Regions from separate parts of the Mus musculus genome. Here region 1 is linked to region 2. A link is a contact called in public promoter capture Hi-C data. All regions are on one chromosome and are shown on one strand. Each heading gives the region's core, a stretch centred on a gene start, on an enhancer-like site or on the middle of the called end of the contact. The rest is flanking DNA. Distances are from core to core; before and after follow the strand shown.

Region 1 (2,700 bases), core at 198-2,697, 300 kb after region 2:
CAAGAACCCTTCCCCGTGATGAGCCGTCTCTCTGGCCCTCTTCACTGTCGATTTGAATTGGCCACCTTGCTACCCATGCCAGCCAGCAGCTGGATCCGATCCCGGCAACACCTCTCTGATTCCCCAATGATACCCATTTATCTCTCTCAGCCCCAGCCCCACTGACAAGCAGGAAACCAAAGGCGCAAGGAATCAAGTTCTTGCCCTCAGCCACACACCAGAGATGACCATCCAGAGAGGAGATGGTCTAAAGATCAAGATCCTTAAGGGGACAGCTCTGCCAGGGGCTGCCACATAAATCCTGCCATCTTGATGCACAGCAAGTTCCTGGACATGGGGATTTGAGTCAAGGTTCACTCATCTGGCCTCACACGGGTACCTCTACCTCAGTGCCTGTGAGCCTCCACTTGCAGAAAATGCCTTGAGTGGACCTCAGTAGATGGGAGCGGATCTGGATCTGGTGAGCTTGCCTGGACCTCACACAGCATGGTACCTGGAGGGTAGACCAGGCTGGCCTTGAACTCAGAAATATGAGCCTCTCAAGTGCTGGGATTAAAGACATGCGACACCACTGCCCGGCTGTTCTTTTTTTTTTTTTCTTTGAGAAAAGTTCTTACTGTGAAGCTCTGAGGGTGACTAAACACGGCAAGTGACTTCGGGGACCAAATTCTGTGTTGATTAACCTTTACTCTTTTACGTACTTAAGCCACAACTTTGAGCTAAGCACGCCCAATGATGTGTCTTGTCCTTTAAAATTATAACCTTGCAGCGGTTAGCTCTGGCAACCTGACACAACGTAGATTCCCCTGGGAAGAGGGTCTCAGTGAAGGACGGCCTGCCTACATTTGGATTGGCCTGTGGGGATTGTCTAAATGATTAGCTTATCTGACCTGAGAAGACCTAGTCCACCATTGGCGGCCCCATTCCCTAGGCAAGGGGTCCTGGGCTGTATGAGTGGAGAAATCAAACTGAGCTCAAGCAAGCAAGCGAGCAAGTATGCTGAATGGGGGATATGTCAGGACTCCTGGGGCCCTAGAGGAAGCTCAGATCTGGTGGCACCTTAATCCACAGATGTGATTTCCAGGCACCCAGCCAGGAGTAATTAGTGGCGTCTGTAGAAACAAATATATCTCCTGAGAAAGCTCCGGAAGACACGGGAAGATGGTGCTGGAATAGGCCCAATTTCCCAGAGACATGCTATTGAATGCACAGCCATTCCCCGCGGCCTTGGCTGATGGGAAACACGGCTGATCCCTCCAGCGCTCTGGAAAGAAGGGGGAGACCCAGAGCCATCTGAGTGCCCAATCCGAGACTGCAAAGTGCAGGAAGTGCGCACGGGTACCGGGGGCCAGGAGAGGGAGGCCAGGGAGGGCAGGGAGGGGCTCTTCTAAACACAAACATGTTTTTTGCAGCAAGGAACAAAGAGCCATGAACCAAAGTTACCTCTGTGCTTGGGACGCTGGGGGACGCGAGTGTCATGTCACCTTTGTCTTCCCAGAGGGTCATTCCCCTCTGGACTGGCTTCAAACTCACTATTAGCAGAGATGACCTTGAACTTCTGATCCTCTTGCTTCCTACCTTCAAGTGCTGAGAGCCGGCTATCAGGACAGACTGGTGATTTTTGTCCTGTAGTTTATTTTCACAGTAGGGGCTGTCTGGGCAAAAGGTACTCTGCCATGCATCTATGTAGGTGGTGATCCTAAGATACTTGACTGTGCCCTGTGTGACCTTAATCGGAAATAGGGTCTGGCCAGATGTCAAGTTAAAAATATCAGATCAGCGCAGTGGCACAGGCCTGTCACTTCAGCACTTGGGAAGCTGAGGCAGGAGGATTGTGAATTTAAAGCCTGCCTGGGCTGCACGGTGAGACTCTTAACTCAAAATAGGAATGAATGTCAAAGTGTTTGGACTTAGGTTGGGTCTCAAAGAAGAGCAGGGGAGCTGGAAAGATGGCTCGATGGATGCAGGCATCGGTGTTCGGTTCCCAGCAGCTACGTGGTGGCTCACACTATCTGTAACTCCAGGTCCAGGGGCTCTGATGTCCTCCGGCCTTCATGGGGACCAAGCACGCATGCTATGCACATAAACTCATGCAGGCATATGCACATACACATAAATAATACTAATAACTCAGTTTTGAAGAGGAAATGGAAAATACAAAGGAGGCCACGTTGAGACAGAGATAGAGACAGAAACAGGAGCATTGATGCCGTCAACTGAGGAACGGTGAACACCTCCAGGAATGGAGAGAGCCAAGAGCCCTCAAGACACTAGAAGCGCCCAGCCTAGCCATGAAGTTCCCACGGCTTAAGGACACAAGTTTAGACCTAGGTGACTAACACAGGCCTCTCTAGGAGGCTGGGGCACCACCACTGAAAGAAACACACCCTGATTTCAGCTCTGGTGATGGGACAGACTCGTCCTTGGCCTCTAGCCCTTGGCGGGACGTTTCTGCTGGCCTCTATCAAACTGTCATCCCAGGCAAGATGCAGACACTCCTGAGCCCCATGACCTTCATCACAGATTCCTTTTTGGGGGCCAGTGTCTCTCTAGCCCAGATTGGCTTCCTACTCCCTAGAGTAGCCAAGCAGAATCTGAGATGACAGATAGGGACCATCATATAAAGTTCATGGGGTCCTGGGGGCTGCCCCCGGGGCCTCGTGTGTGCCAGGCAAGCAGCTACAAAGTGAGCCACATGCT
Region 2 (2,700 bases), core at 134-2,633:
CAGACACACAGGGGGGCGGGGGCCGGGGAGCCAGAGGGTTACGAGAGATAGAATGAGGAGGGAGGAGGGAGGAGAGAGAGAGAGAGAGAGAGGGAGAGAGAGAGAGACACAGTGAGCACACATCTGCCGAGCATCGTTCATCCCTCCAGCCCGCCTTTCTGTTGGGTGCTGATGGGGTTCCTGACTGTCCCTGCAGCTCATGGCTGTTCCAGGGAGGGGCTCTGGGGTGGCTAGAGGGTCCCCAGCTCTATTCCTATTCTATACTCCAATCCCAACTGAGGCTATTTTTAAAATTTTGACTCCACGTGGATGGCCCAAGGGGCGGGCAAGGGAAGAAGGCTGTGGTATTGAGTCAAGCTGGAGCTAGGTGCTGGGACAGGGGACAGAAGTCCAGCTGGGGTCTTCTGGTGGGTAGATTCTAGGAAGGGATGTGGAGGAGGAAGGTGACCAAAGATAGGACCCCCCTGCTGTCCCCTTTTCCTCAAGGGGTTAGGGACCTCAGCCTGCCTGATCCCCCTGAACTAGGCTTGCCTCCCCTGCCCCATGTCTCCCCCACAGGAGCCAGAGAAAGGTAGAGAGCTGGGCACAAGGGGTGGGGTGGGGTGGGGGTCACAGCCATGCAGTTATGTGCGTGCAAGGACAGGACAGCACTGGACAGGTGAAGGGTCACTCCAGCCCTGGCTGGCCCGGCCCCATGACAAGGACAGAGTGGTCAAATCAACAAAGTGGCCTTAGAAGATGTTTGCAGACTCCACTGAGCCTCTGCAAAGCCTCTCTGGTTCTCTCTCTCTCTCTCTCTCTCTCTCTCTCTCTCTCTCTCTCTCTCTCTCTCCCTCCCTCCTCCTCCCTTTCCCTCCCTCCTTCCCCCCCCCCCCGAATTGTGCTCTGGGACTTCTGGTAAATGCTGGGGCAGGCAGGCATCCCCTTCTCACTGGATGCTTCCGGAGCCTCCTGAGGGTTGGAGCCTGATTAGTAGGCCTGGAACCCCAGCTATTTCTGAGGCTAGCTTAGTCTACAGAGGGAGTTCAGTGCAGTCCATGCTAGCCTGGGCTGCCGAGGAGACCTGCCCTCAGAGAAGAGGGCTGTGTTGTTGCTCACTACAGGACGGGACACTTGCTGGGTTGAGTGCTTCAATCCCAAGTATCAACAAACTGCTCCAAATCCAGATGGAAAAAAGAACAAAACAGTGGCAAGCTCAATCGAGTCAACCACCCTCCAAACCAAACAAATGAAACAAAACAAAAAACCAAAAAAACCCAAATCACCACCACCAACAAAACCACAAACAATGACGACGTCATCAGCAGGATTCCTAGCCCATGCCACTGGCCAGTCTCTGATGCCCTGTGAACCTCCAGGCTGCCTGAGCCTTGTGAAAGCCACATGGCCAAACATGCTGGCTGGCAAGCCTCTGGTTTGTAAACTAGCCAGGCTTCTGAGGATGGAAGGGACAGTCACTGGGTGACTGCTGGCAGCCTCGGCTTGGGTTTCAGGCAAGCTCGGGCCAGGGCTGGTCATGTTGGTCATGTGCCCACAGTGCTAAGCAAAGGTTACCAAGAAAAAGCTGAACTTCCAACAGGGGTGAATGCACGCGCACGCACGCACGCACGCACGCACACACACACACACACACACACACACACACAATTCAACCTTAAATAAACAAGCCCCACCCCACCACTCCTCTACATCCAGAATAAAGAGGGAGAGAGAGGAGGTAACACAGAAAAGGGGGACAGAGGGGAGTTTCCTGATGGAGCACGGCTCCTGGGCCTTGTCTCCGTGGTGTTGAGCTTGTGACCTGATGGCACTGGGCACAGCCATAACTTTTCTCTCATCTACCTTTGGTGTGGTGTTGAACGTCACTGGCTAGGCCTGGAAACATGTCTTTGAGAACTAACATTTAAGGGGCGATGTTTGAGGATGTCTGTGTGTGTGTGTGAGAGAGACAACTAAGTTAGGTTTTAGCACAAATCACTGTATTACCCTATCTATATGCATATACACCCAGGTGTCTAGAACCTATGTCAAGATTTAGCACACTCTAGAAACACGCATCTCCAACCACATTCCTGTCTCGGTCAGTTTCCTTCTGCTTGAGGCTCAGCAAAGGCCCCAGGCTGTCCCTGCCAGGATCCTACCCCATCCCCTTTACAGGTCCTGTGGTCTTCTGGAAATGTCCCCAAGGGTTAATCTGGCCACCTTATTCCCTAGGCCCAAGGCTCCACACAAATAAGGAAGTAGGGACCCTTGCCTGTTCCTCTGGCCTGGATTAAGTCCCCACAGCTTCCCCTGTGACACAGTCACCGAGCCCATTTGTTCCCACGACAAGCTTCTTTCCCAGGGGGCAACGTGATAATAAGCACGGGAAGCGGATGCTCTAAGCCCCAAGCACCATACTGAAAGCCTGAGACTTCTGCCACAAACTGCACGTGAGTTTGACACTTTTCCCTCACATTACTGCCTGCATCTGATTTAGAAAATGGCCAGAGACTTTAGTGTGAAAGATGCCTGCGGCACCCTGAATCTCTGTACCCCAAGGCCAATCCCTCAGGTCCACACTTGGTGACGTGCCCCAGCCCCAAGCCCCAGCAACTGGCCAAGTGTTTCCGGGGTGTACCTAACACCCACTTGAGGGACCCTGACCTCAAACCTTGGGCACTCCTCATGTAGGGAGGACCCTAGGCAGTGGAGGCTGCC

The links. Capture Hi-C pulls out chosen DNA fragments and counts their contacts.
Region 1: a contact with region 2 is called in a promoter capture Hi-C map of adipose tissue. The contact joins two enhancer-like sites. A contact is called at or near these places in 1 of 115 datasets of contacts at active chromatin or transcription factors (large pre-B cells) and 3 of 9 other capture datasets (adipose tissue, liver and pancreatic islet).

The regions. Positions count from the first base shown.
Region 1 is chr5:125,318,079-125,320,778 of GRCm38.p6, forward strand. All of the region lies in intron 1 of Scarb1 (scavenger receptor class B, member 1), which reads right to left. Among named protein-coding and RNA genes, the nearest start is that of Gm32701, 16 kb to the left of the region's middle. Within about 2 kb of position 1,448, at least 14 of the 459 cell types and tissues checked have an H3K27ac peak or open chromatin away from gene starts, as enhancers often do. A contact at or near this core is called in adipose tissue, where this site is marked.
Region 2 is chr5:125,020,063-125,022,762 of GRCm38.p6, forward strand. All of the region lies in intron 44 of Ncor2 (nuclear receptor co-repressor 2), which reads right to left. Among named protein-coding and RNA genes, the nearest start is that of Rflna, 18 kb to the left of the region's middle. Within about 2 kb of position 1,384, at least 44 of the 459 cell types and tissues checked have an H3K27ac peak or open chromatin away from gene starts, as enhancers often do. A contact at or near this core is called in adipose tissue, where this site is marked.